Regions from separate parts of the Arabidopsis thaliana genome. Here region 1 is linked to region 2. The links are chromatin contacts, called in public ChIA-PET maps. All regions are on one chromosome and are shown on one strand. Each heading gives the region's core, a stretch centred on a gene start, on an enhancer-like site or on the middle of the called end of the contact. The rest is flanking DNA. Distances are from core to core; before and after follow the strand shown.

Region 1 (6,805 bases), core at 1,382-3,881, 37 kb before region 2:
CCGGACGCGAAGAGGGAGATTGAGATTGAGCAGAGGCAGATATTTTGGAACACCGGAGGACAATATTAGGAGTCCGACGAGAAAACCCAGTAGGGTTTTTCAGCGAGGAAGTGAAATTGCATCCAATTAACAGCTTTGGAGAAGAAGCTGAGCAAGAAACTAGGGTAAGGTTCTCCATATCTAATTGTTTCTTTGGGAGAAAAAGAAACAGAAGAAGGAGAGCCTAAAACAAATTCTGGTGGAGAAGATGAAAGATATGATGAGGAAGAAGGAAACGAAGAAGAAGAGATTTTGGTCTAAAACCACGAGGTTTGAGTTTAGCACTAGACTTGGATCCAGTGTAGCTAAGTGTACTGAAACCTTTTTACAAATTAACAGGTGGCGATATTTTCACCGTCAAGATCAATGAGTTTTATTTATAAACCAAGGGTGTGATGTGAGTGAGAAACTCTTTCGAGATTATTGCAAAAGCCATCCCCCACTTTTTCTTTTTGTTATGTTATAGCCCGTATCTATTTTAAGAATCAGTGTACACTCATTTTTGTAGCAGAAAATCAATGATGTTAGTACTGTGATTCAGATTTTTCTATATACTGTGTTCTTTTTCTTTTTTTCATCCAGAATTTTTCCATTGTATTATAGGTTGTGAAATACAAAGGGTGGAATACAAATTTGAAACACAAAGCCGGCGGAAAACAAAAATATCTCCGGAAACTAAACCTAAAGAAGGGAAAACTTAAGACGAAAAACGAATAAAATTACGAACTATGGAAACAAGGGGAACCACAGATGGATTAGTCCCCAATTAAGCCCATACATGAGAACAACAAAATTGGCTAGGTTTTTCGTTGTGTTTCTCGTCCAAACGAATGAGACTACGCCCAAATGGGACTAATCCATTTGTAGTTATACTGTTGTGTTTTTCGGATTGTCCAAAAAATTGAATACTTAGTTCAAAGCTCACAATGAACAGGTTCAAGAGCCTTACGCCTTTAACATTGATTTAGGATTAGAGAGTCTGGAACCGTTGCCGAGTTACATAGTTTACACATTTCTTATTAGAAAAGAGTTTTAGTAATAAAGAAAGATACACTTTCATATAGTTTCTGAATATTATTATGGAAGTGTAAGTCTCCTATATGTAACTCGTTCACCTTCATCATCAAATTGGTTTACACAGTTTGTTCCATATGTCATTCCCAAAGTACATTGTTCTGTCAAATTATTCCACCATGTGGTAAACATCGAATAATGCTCTCTTCTATTTTCCCAATTTTTTGTGAATTTTCCCCAATTCGAACATAAAATGACATTAAAATTCCTAACTCAATATCTTTGTAAGAAGAAACCCACTCTTGGTTGGATACATATCAAGCATCCAAAAAAGATCACAAAGTAATCTTACAAATCAGCTACGTTTAACAATATCGAAGACAAAAACAGAATTCATAGCTGCTTCTCAGACAAAGGGCACAATGATTCCACATATGAGTGCTTGAGAAAATGATAATGTTCTTCAAGATTTAAACTAAGAAAAATATCGAACAAGAGCTCTACACTGATCTCTTCCTTGATCTAAAACACAAAGGGAAACAAATCCCCTTCAAGTATTTTAGATCAAAGTGTCATCAAGCAATACATATAGCTCAAGAACTCTTTCTTTGGATTAAATCAAGAAGAACCACATCACATTCTCAAGCCCATCTTTTCAGTGTGGTTAAAGCAATATAATCATCATAGAACAGCCAAAAAAACAAACCAATTTTTTTTTTTAAAACAACAAATTTAGAAAAACTGAATATGAGAAAAAGCTGCTTCTCAGACAAGGGCCAAGGTTGTCCACATGAGTGAGCTTGAAAAACGTGAATGTTCTTCAAGCCTCAAACCATGAAAAATGTTGATAAGAGCTCGACATTACTCTCTACCTTAATCTAAACCACAAAGGAGAAAAAGAATCCCCTTCAAGCAACTTAGATCAAAGTGTCATCAAGAAACTCCGAGATCAAATCTAATCTTTCTCTGGTTTGAATCAAGAAGAGCAAAATCACATTCTCAACCCCATCTTTTCAGTGTGGTTAAAGCAAAAAGAATCATCATAGAGCAGCATCAAAAAGCAAATTTTCACAAAACCTTTATTTGAGAAAAGGTTAACACTTTATCATAGAAATTCGAAGATCTAAAATATCCAAACATAAGATCAGAATTAAAAACATAGGAAGATGTCGAATCTCGAGAAAATGCTAGAATCCACGGGAAAAAAAATTCCCAGAATGCTACATGTCCAGAGACTCCAAACCATCAATGAAGATGTTTGATTTAGCATCGGAACATAAGATTTCTTTTAAGCTATACATGAGTGCTAAGCTTAAAGACTCCTATCACAAATCTGTTCCTTATATGCTATTCTTAACCTAAGATTTCGTAGCGAAAAATTCAGATTTTAACAGAAAATCAGAACAAAAAAATCGGATCTTTTCGTGAAGATAATATCTTGCGGCGAAATCAAAGACGAAGTCTTTTATTTATAGCTTAGGGTTTACATCTATGGGCCTTTAGGTTCTATTTTTATTGGCCCATTAGCCCAAATAAAATAACCTTTCTCTTCGCTCCCTCCTGTTTCCCCTCTGTTTCGATGATAAACACACACAAAAAAAAAAAACGATTTCTTTCTTAACTTGTTAATCAGTAAGAGCGTCTCAATTTCAGTGTTTCATCGAATATGCTGAGGTAAGGTCTCCGTTTCACTGGTTATGTTTCAATTTGGCTAAAAACAACTTTTTTATTGTTCATAAAAGTGAGTGACACAAAAGCTTCTTCATGTTTATTACCAGGGTTTCGACAATCTGAGATTCTTCTCCTTGTGTTCATGTCCAAAGGAGATTCCTTTCTTCATTCTCCTTACCTTCTTAACAAACCCTTCTCTCTTATTATCTAATTCGCTTTTGTAGCTCTATACGCAATTAGCAAATTTGGAGAAATCTCGATTATAGCAATTTTCTTCAGTCTCCATGTACTTTTCCTCTGTATTACTCTAATTCAAATGTATAAGATGTGCCATGAACCTACCAACATCTCTTCATCGGAGTCTGATTTTACATTCCTTGAGGAAGACCATCTCCCCTTGACGTCACGGCGGAGTTTATTGCTATCGAGTGAAAGAGTCTCTCAACGTATCGCTGCTTATGTTCCTGCGTGAGTACTGTCATTGGTTTACGTTTTCTTCAATTTCACTTTTCGTTTTTGTTTTCACATATGTTTTCATTTGTTTCTTAGATCGAATGTTGATAGTGTCTTGAAAAGAGAAGAAGAAGATTGCTTCAATGAGCTGGTAACGAAGTCTTTGTTTTTGTTAAATTCAATTTCACTTATGTAAGTTTAGAGAACTGAGTATCTAGTGTCCAGGGTGTAGTGTCAAATTGTGATGCTACTGAATCTGTAAGCACGGAAATATTGGAATCTATGAACATTGGTTGTAGTCAAGGTCTTAAAGATTCTGGAAACATAAGACCACAGAACAACATTCTAGGATGTTGTAGTAATGCTGTAGAGAATTTTAATAGAGTCGGAGAAACTGAAAGGAGTGATGATCTTGAACATCTCACACTGAAGGAGCGGCGCAAAATGCTTCTTGAAAGGTGTTTTATTTTTTAACTTATAATGTCACAAGCTCGGTGGATGGTTTTCCACTTTTTTTTGTCGCCTGCGTTCATTTAGTGTTTCACGGCTCTTATACACCATTCTTGTTGTTGTTGCAGGGTTGCTATAAGGTTGCCTGAATCTAACGTAGAGGTAATCAAAGTGACAAGTTCCCTTGGGTTTTGAATTTTTTTTGTTTGGAATCTATTTGGGCTAACTAGGTGTTTGCTTACAAGTACAGGATAATACTGAAGATTGCGATGAAACTGAACTTTATAAAATAAAAGCGGAGATTTCATGCGAAAATGGGATAGCTTCGTCTTCTGGAGTCCAATTCAGCGGCTTTCTAGAGAAAATTGATTCTGTCCTCTGTAGAAATTTTAGTATATGTTCAGAATCTGGAAGTCAGCTTGGTGGAATTCAAGAGAGTGATATTCCAATATCTCCTGAACGGTCCTTTGATTTGTCACCTGAAGCCAGTCTACCTGAGGTATCCAGCAGCAACAAAAATCCAAGAAAAAGAGTGAAAAGAGTCCAAAGGAATCCTCTACCTTTGAATGAGAATGAAATACAGTCTACTCAAGTAAAGGTTGATCCTTTGGCTGATTGCGTCATGGAGGACAATGACGAGAAAAATCCTGTTACCTCAAAGCAGATACCGGTCAAAAGAGAGGTAGAAACCCATGGTGAAGCTCTTGATGAAAATGAGCTAGATTCTGTGAAACTGAGCTTTCGCTTGAATCGTTGTACATCTGCTCCTACACCTTTTAGGTGTATGAAAAACGAAGCGGAGACCGCTAGTGAAATGGATGAAGATATTATAGACCACATGAAATTAATTGATCGATTAAAGCTTCGATCTTTTCATGGCTCAGGTCATCATGAAGATCTTAATTCACCGTCCTCAGGGTTTAGCTTCTGTACATCTGATGAGTACGTTAAACCTTCGAGGGTATTTCGTCCTTGGAAGCGGAAGAAAACCGCCACGTGAGTCTCTCTGCTGTATCCATCGCCTCATGTGTCTCTCTCTTTTGATTATCTCTGTTTCTTTTGTGATCTTATAATATGAAATAACCATTTCAGGGACTCAATTGAGACAGCTTTGGAGGAAGATGCTCCTGGTCTTTTGCAGGTATCATGGTTTTCTTCTAAAAGAAATAGAATCTAATGGAACTTCTGCAAATTAGATTTCTTAAAGCACATGTGTTTTCAGGTACTGATTCAACAAGGGGTAACAGTTGATGAACTTAGGCTTTATGGGAATGAAGGTGGCGATGTTCCCTCAGATGATTCACTTCTCAATGAGAGTTTCTCGGAGCTCGAAGATGTGATCTCGCAGGTAAAATAATCCTTTTTTGTTTCAAAGGTAGTTTTTTCCCCACTGTGTCAAAAGATTGAATCGTCTTATCAGCTTTTCTACAAACGCGAGACGGGCACGAAACTACTTAATTCAAGTTTCTCAAAAGCTTCAAGAACTAGCTATTGCTTGACCTGTCTATTCTCCCTCATCGAACAGGTTAAAATCCTCATCCCCGTCTTCTCGAATTGTTATATATTTCTCTTTATTCTTAACTTGCTTCCTCTTGTTTTCAAGGCGCGGTATTTGCAGTTCCGCAAATGGCCTGTTGAGTGGGGCTGGTGCCGCGATCTCCAGTCTTTCATATTCGTTTTCGAGAGACATAACCGGTAAATTAACTCTCTTTTCCTTGTCATTGCGGCTAAACTGAACTTTTCATGGATCTTTTTGTGTTACACAGTATAGTAATGGAACGGCCTGAATATGGCTACGCAACATACTTCTTCGAGCTCAGCAATACTGCATCAATCAGATGGCAGGTCAAACGGTTAGTCTTGGCCATGAAACTAGCAAGTTGTGGCCGATATCAGCTGATTGAAAACAAGCCGTTACTGGTAAATTCATTTCTCTCACCGGTTAATATGATCCAATATCTTTTCTAAGGTCTATTATTCTGAACTCTCTCTGTAACTCGGGGTGGGATAATAAGGTAGGAGAAGATATGACTGCAGGCGAAGCAGAAGTTCTGATTAAGTACGGCTGGGTTGCAAACACGGGACTAGGGACGATGCTAAACTACCGCGATAGAGTCTACCACGACAGGAAGACCCAAAAACCGACATCAGAATGGAGATCTAAGATTTCTGAGCTTCTTATTGATGGCTATAACAGTGGAACCATCGTCTCTACTCTAATTGCACCTCATGATGATGATATTGATGACGCCGGACTTGACATGGAAGATGTTAAGCTTGAGCCTTATTGAAGCTGTGAATCTGTTATAGAGTCTTCTTCAACTGTTGATTGTTTATTTACTTGGTCAGCTAAATTTAATCGGATCACAAACTACAATAAGCGAAAAAATTTCCCATACTTTCTTTTATTACCAACAGGTTCCATATTTTCCTACAATTGTCACTATAGTTGTGTCTAGTCGTAGTTAACGTATAAAGATGCTCGCAGTGTAGCTAGGCAATATAGAGGATCTTACTCTGACGCGTGAGACAATAAGATGTTTTACCTCTACGGAGCTTTTGTGTAGCCCAAAATATGAATGAAGAAGACTTGATCACATTTTGAGACTTTACTGCATTTACATTTTGCATGTTACGAATACCGTAATACGACATATCTATATCTAAAGATTATTTTCTTCAACCACGTTGAAAGATTAATATTTCTTATAAACTAGAGTTACATTCATATTTTTTTATGTAATTTTAAATAATATTTTAAGCACATAAACATAATGTATCGCAAAAGAGGTATTTTGTTTATTCATATTGATAAAAGTCATAGAATGTATTGACATTATATGTATAAACACAATAAACCACTTAATTACTATACATATTTTTTGTATCAGTTGCACGAAGAAAGAGTGAATAATATATAGGAATATTTATATATTATCGTTTGGTAACTTTGCAAAAGGGATTGTTCTTTTGTTTTTAAAGGTGTGAATTGTTTAGCCAATGTGTCACAACAATAAGTAGTAGAACGAAAATATACTCATTCACCAACTTCAAATGTATTACAATCATTGTCGTCGTTATCAATTTTTCGTTTCCTATCATTCATTTAAAAAAAAATGTATCCACCAACCTAACAGTTTAGTATTTAAAATTCTATGAAATTAATAAATTCCCTTAT
Region 2 (6,876 bases), core at 2,549-5,048:
TTTATAAAGTTTATTACACTAATCTTCATAATAAAAGTTTAGTTTTTATATGATGAAAACACAAATGGAAAAGAGAAGAGACTAAAGTTTCCGTCCAAAATCTAAATCATAAAATTATGATATATTTCACTTCAAACTCTATTTAACTGAAACTGAATTATACTACAATTATAAAATATTAATAATTTGCATAGAAAATAATTCACATAATGATATTACAATTTTCTTAGTAAACTAATTATATCAAATGTTAAGTTTACAAATAATTACAAAAAAGTGACTTTTTTCTTTTTAATTACTTTCACATATTTCATCATAAACAAAAAAGACCAACACAAACAAATTACCCCCCACCCCCACCCCACCACACACACACACATATATATATATGTAAAATTTATTTAAAACTTTTTTAGATCTAATTATCTACAAATATCATTATAAAAATTAAGTTATAACATAATCAAAGTCGTAATATTCAAATTCGTCCTAATCTTGGAAAGTATTTTCATTCATCGACTTTGAAATCGTTTAAACAAATATTCTGATAATCTGTTTAAACCAAAACTCCTAAAATACTCTTCTTTTTTTTCTTGACAAACAAACTTCAAAACACTAAAAACATGACTTTCTTGACAATTATACTTTACTGCAACGCCCAACCATAGTGACAACATAATTTTGACTATCATAACCATTCAAAACAATTGTTTCCGTAGAACAAAACATTCATTTTTTTCATAACTACGACTTTATATTTTATCCGCTGCGTAAATTTAATATTTTTTGGATTTTTTCTGGAGATAGAGAATTTGATAACGGAAAGAATAAAACATTAGAGCCAAAGTAAAGCTTATGTCCTTCGAGAAATTAATGGGGCACAGAATCCGATCAAACGTCAATAACTAAGCCAAAAATCAAGCTTCGTTGCTCTCTAGTTTCAATGTTCCTTTAATTAACTAAACAGAAAAAGGTTTAGTTCCCAATATAGGAATTCATGGATCAGCTAATAGTTTAATACTACTACTTCTGTACTACTGTTAATTAATGACAATCCTTTGGGTAAGCCTAGGGGTTTTAAAAAAAAAAAAACATTTTTCAAAAGTATAAATGTAGCTCGTTGAGGGACTCATTCAGAAAACGAAAATATGAGTACATTGCTAGGTTTGGAATATAGGAGTTAATGAACTCAATTCCTTGTACCATTAACTAAAGATAAAAGAAATTAAGTGTATCCTAGGAGTTTTAGAAACCTAACTCAAAATTAGGAATGGACCTCATTCAAAAACGTTAGAAGTATAGCTAGGGTTGTTATACTGTTTTTGATTGAAAATGCTTTTTAAATAGATCATAATAGTATCTTGTTTAACTCACATGCAGCAAAACGTCTAAAAACTGCAAGCATACTGTACTTCTTTACTTTCCAATAATTAAAATTTATATCTAATAAGAAAAATATATATTACTGTATAATCAACGAATAAAATCTCACTTATTTAAATTTCCTGATATATAAACATAGTCTTACAATTTATCATATTTTTATTTCAAGGCATTAATGATTTGTCGAGATGTTGTATTGATATGGTCATGTGAGGAGTGAATAGTTTATTTTTTTTCTTAGAAGACAATTTAAAGAAAATTAGAAAAGAGTTATTAAATTGAGAAGGAATATTTGGGAGAATGAAAAGGGAATTAGAAGCAAATATTTAGGTTCTTTAGGGTTCACTTGTTTTTGTTTATTAAGGGAAACAAACAAAATCCACTTTCTGGCTGAGTATTTTCTTAGGTCTAATATATATTTAACTTCACGTATAATCTAAAAGCATGCATGTTACGTTACAATAATTGATCGAATTCTTTATATGACACTTGGTTTATATACGTACGAGGGCACCTTGTATTGTACACACGTATGCATATATGTATGTATTTGAAGAGAAAGATACTTTCTAAGACAATAATTTCCGTACCTTTGGAAGGCAAAACACAGAGTTTATATATTCCAAATTAAAAGTGGGATAAAAAAATATAATAATTCTTTGACAAAAACATACGAATAGTTAAATACTATTCAATTTTGTATATTTTTCATTATTTTTCAGTATGACATATTTCTGTTTCACAGTAGATAAAGTCAACTCCATAATTTTTTTTGTAGAATTATAAACGAACAATGTGAATGTAAAAATGTCGAGTACAAAGAAAACAGAAACACTAGAATGCATACATTATTACATTCGACACAAACAAGTCAAAAATATATATAAATCTGCCTAATTTTATTTCTTTTCAAGTACGTATTTTAAAGCGACATGTATATGACTTCGATTTGGCTCTAATTGATAGACAACACAAAACGGTCAAACAAGTAGCCGGTTGATATTGTAGTCACATCTCTAGGAACTAAATGTCTATACGAGCTATTCATAAACTCAAGAACGTACTGATATTTAATGTATATTTATCTCTTTAGGTATAGTTGAACAATCTACGGTCAGAAACTTGAATTTGTTTGATTCCAAAATCGTATAAGGAATTATTATAATAAGATGTGAATAGAGAGTGAAGTGAGAAGCGAAGAGAGTGGGGGAGAAAATAAAAAAGGAGTCAGAGAGGACACAGTCTCTTTCTCTCTCTCAAGTCTCAACATATGTATCCCGTCGTCTCCGGGGTACCAAAATCAAAGCACTCTCTCTTTTTTTATTTTATTTTTTTTTGGTTATAATGAAACTTTTTATTTATTTTAGAATAGGTCTTGTGTTTGTTTTTTTCTTCTTGTTATTTATTTATTTAATTTAATTTTGGCTTTTGCTTTGACTATAGATTAGATAGGACAGAAGAGAGCGACCCTTTATTCTCTCTCCTCTTGTACTCTTCTCCAACATTTTTAATTATTATTCTTCATGATAATCTGTGAACATTATTATTTTAAAGATCAATTGAGTTTTTGATTTATTACTCAAATTGTTAAGGTTTTAATGGATGATAATCGTATTAATTTTTATTGTTAAAAGTTGTATGCTTTTCATCTATGAAATTGGTCGATTATTAAATACACTTTACATTTGAAAATTTCATCTACTAAATTGATAGAAAACAAGATTTATTTTGCTATTATTCTTCAACTTTATCTATGGAAATCAAAATTTCAGTAGTTTAAACGAATAAACTAAAACATGAAATCAATTAATCTAGCCGTAAAATAATTTATATTATATTGATAGATGGGTTTACTTGTTGAAAGGTGAAAAAGACAAATTGAAATACCATCCCAAAATAAAATAAAAAGCTTCCAATATTTGGAATATAGCGAATGACAATATTACCCTTTCTCAACTATCGTTTTCCAAGATATACTCTCGAGGAACAACATCTCACACATACACATACACATACATGTACATGAACGAACACACATATATCTCTCTCTCTTACCTGTTTTTAATTTTCCTGGATTTAGTTTTATTCCTTTTTTCTCTTCTGCCTTTGCTTCACAACACACATACCTCTCTCTATCTCTCTCTTCCTTCTTTTTCTCTCTCTCTGCGTCTTACTTTGAGCATGTTTGTTTCTTCAAGAAGATCATCACTCAACTTCTCTCTCTTCTTCTAAGCTTCTCTTTAACTTCATCTCTCTCACTTTCTCCTTTCTTTCTGAGATATAGAGAGAGAAAGAGAACAAAAAAAATATCAAATCTTTCAGACACCCTTTTGACTTCTTTGCCTAAAGAATCTCTCTGCTTTCTCTTCTCCTTAGAGAAAATCATTTTAAATTCCTAAGCAAAACCCTCAGGAGAAAAAAAAAACAAAAGAATAGTCATCATCATCATCACCATCATCATCCTTATCATCATCAACAACTTCAGTGGCAGCAATAGCAAGAGAAAGGTTTCTTTAATTATGTCTATGGAAGGTGTTTTTCTAGAGAAAACCAAAACAAACACAACAACTACTCTCCCTGATCTATCTCTCCACATCAGTCTCCCAGATATTCATCAATACCATCACAATGAATCTTCTAAAGAATCTTCAAGAAGATCCTCCCAACTCGAAAACAACAACCGATCGTCCAACTTTGAACTCTCTTTATCTCATCATAACCATCCAACAGCAAGAATCTTCCATTGTCCTGATCGAAGAACCCTTAATCTTCCTCATCAGCAGCATTACAACAACCCTATCATCAATGGTGTTCATCAAAGGGTCGATGAATCCGAGATTAGTAATCTCCACCGTCCAATTAGAGGCATCCCGGTCTATCACAACCGTTCATTCCCTTTCCACCAACAAAACTCTTCATTACCTTCTCTTGGAGGAGGAGACATGGATCAAATCTCAATCTTAAACTCATCTTCCGGCTACAACAACGCTTACCGATCATTACAATCTTCCCCGAGGCTTAAAGGTGTTCCTTTGCATCATCATCATCATCATAATCAGTATGGAGTCGTTGGATCTTCAGATTCGTCTTCTCCTCATCACCATAACCATCATCATCATGGGATGATCAGATCAAGATTCTTGCCTAAGATGCCGACAAAGCGAAGCATGAGAGCTCCAAGGATGCGTTGGACTAGTAGCCTCCACGCGCGGTTTGTTCACGCTGTTGAGCTTCTAGGCGGCCATGAAAGTACACATTTATATCATAATCACATTCTAATGATCATTCCCATTTTTCTTCACTTTATTCTCAAAGTCTTAAATCTTTTATTCTTGTTGTTGTTGTGATTCTAGGAGCAACTCCAAAGTCGGTTCTTGAGCTCATGGATGTAAAAGACTTAACTTTAGCACATGTGAAGAGCCATTTGCAGGTATAATCTATACTCTATTTGAAATTAAATTAGACACAACAAAGAATCAATTTTTATTTGTTAATTTAGGTTTAATCTAGTCGAGTTAGTTCGTTACCAATCAAGATTTTCTATAATTAGGGATATTTCATAGTTTTCATCACCATCATGTCACTCTCTTCTCCTTTGCGTTTTGCACAAAAACAGCTGAATCAAGAAACAAGGTTTTTGTGTACGTATATATCATCAGAGCAATGAATAGAGCTCCAATTCTGATGTGTTACTTTTATTTTCTTGTTTTGTCTTTGCTTTAAGTTTAGTCATATTTTGGAAGAGATGGCACAATTGCCAAGAAAATTGAAGCAGTTGAATGAATTTAAAGAGAGAAAAAGAGAGAGTAGTTATAGCTTTAAGTGACTGAAACCTTTCAGAGAATTATTAAACAATGGAGAATTGAGATGATAGATAGAAGTTATTTTGGATTATAATTCATTTTTTCTTTTTTAAATTAGGAAGAGGGGACAAAAGTAGTCATCATTACTCAATGATAATAATACAATCTTTCTATTACTCAACCTTCTTTCAGACATCAACCTCGTGGTCTTAAAATCATAAATAATTAATTATATATACATCATCAGTTCCAAGACAAACCCAGAAAACCACACATATGTACTACATATATTATTTATTTAATAATATAAAGTTCATATGTGTCTGCATATATCTCTCCAGTTTGTCATCTGTAATTCTGTATCACATTATACAAAAATAAATCTATTTAGTTTATCAGTATCTTTTGTCCGATATTTATTTTGGTTTTTTCCTGTGTCTTTAATTGGATTTATGGTTTATTCTAGTTTTAGAGCTCTCATCATGCCTTTAATTTTTTTTTTTTTGCAGATGTATCGAACTGTTAAGACCACTAACAAGCCTGCTGCTTCATCAGGTACGTGTGATTCCTTTACACACACACACACATATAATGTTATGCATATTCACATTTCTTTAGTATAGCTTTTTTCAGCTTTATATATGCTAAAGAAATGGTACTGGCTTTTAATAAGAAAGATATACAATTCACCAAAAAATAACATAAGACAGATATACAATAAAGCTTAGGATTCTCCACCAGAATTTTATAGAAATGGAGGTCCAATATAATCACTATTATAGCTTTTTTTGACTACAATATTTATAAGAAATTAGTTCTCAATCAGAATTTGAAGCTGTGATTCGATATTTGTATGTATGTAGAGATATAATGACGTGAAATTATTTCTGTTATTTTTACTATTTGATTCTACTATTTCTACTATTCCCTTTCCCCAAAATAATAAAAAACGAGCCCTAAGATATTGGTCAAGCTCAAGGCTTTTATCCTTCCTTTGATTGAACCCTAAAGTTGAGTGGTCAAAGTTCAAAGCAAACCAAACAAACATATATCCCCAATATTGATGTTCTCTAAGAAAAAAAAATCGAGTAAAAGATTAAATTTAAAACGTGTGAAGTGTAAACTCATATCCAAGCAAAGTTCATGAATTAAGAATAAAGAAAAACCACTTGTTTCATATGGATTTTCTTTAACCAATTAAAAGTTTATTTGGCACAATTTTCGAGTCTGTAAAACTATTTTTTGAGACACATATTAGGTTGGTCAACACGAAATGCTGAAATTATTTTTTAAGAAAAACAATTTCTTCACTGCATTGTCTTTTACAAAAAAGCTTACAAGAATCGTTCAGTTTTAAATGAGATTCCTTATAGGGTATAAGTGATTGATTTGAGACAACGAAACTTGATAAAAAGTTAAAATAAAATTTCAGATGGGTCAGGAGAAGAAGAAATGGGCATAAATGGAAACGAAGTTCATCATCAATCATCGACGGATCAAAGGGCACAATCTGATGATACTTCTCTTCATCAAGAAACTGACATTTCTTCCACACAACCTCGTTGGAGTAACTCTTCACGGTACGTTTACGTATATACGTACATGTATTATACACACGATAAGTATATATAAACATTAGGTAAGAATAAGATTGACGAAATTTGAGATAGGGTTTAGGGTTCTCTCACCT

What was found. ChIA-PET counts read pairs in DNA pulled down with a chosen protein or histone mark.
Region 1: a contact with region 2 is called in an H3K4me3 ChIA-PET map of shoot, with 10 read pairs. The contact joins the promoter of AT5G16610 here to the promoter of AT5G02555 in region 2. A contact is called at or near these places in 6 of 26 Hi-C or Micro-C datasets (cotyledon, root, rosette leaf and 1 more) and 1 of 2 datasets of contacts at active chromatin or transcription factors (shoot).

The regions. Positions count from the first base shown.
Region 1 is chr5:5,444,181-5,450,985 of TAIR10.1, reverse strand. It overlaps AT5G16610, which reads left to right and starts at 2,631. Exons shown (of 12, transcript NM_203062.2): 1 at 2,631-2,727; 2 at 2,832-3,192; 3 at 3,274-3,328; 4 at 3,403-3,635; 5 at 3,756-3,789; 6 at 3,878-4,623; 7 at 4,720-4,768; 8 at 4,850-4,975; 9 at 5,048-5,152; 10 at 5,231-5,322; 11 at 5,394-5,547; 12 at 5,643-6,226. The coding sequence starts at 3,041. The coding sequence ends at 5,918. It overlaps AT5G02565 (a small nucleolar RNA gene), which reads right to left and starts at 2,068; the gene lies at 1,816-2,068. It overlaps AT5G02575 (a small nucleolar RNA gene), which reads right to left and starts at 1,746; the gene lies at 1,457-1,746. TIC40 (hydroxyproline-rich glycoprotein family protein) reads right to left here and starts at 366. Exons shown (of 14, transcript NM_121668.4): 1 at 1-366. The coding sequence starts at 178.
Region 2 is chr5:5,408,119-5,414,994 of TAIR10.1, reverse strand. AT5G02555 (a long non-coding RNA gene) reads right to left here and starts at 3,798. Exons shown (of 1, transcript NR_142609.1): 1 at 3,364-3,798. It overlaps KAN (Homeodomain-like superfamily protein), which reads left to right and starts at 3,229. Exons shown (of 6, transcript NM_121662.3): 1 at 3,229-4,632; 2 at 4,737-4,813; 3 at 5,696-5,741; 4 at 6,619-6,766. The coding sequence starts at 3,903.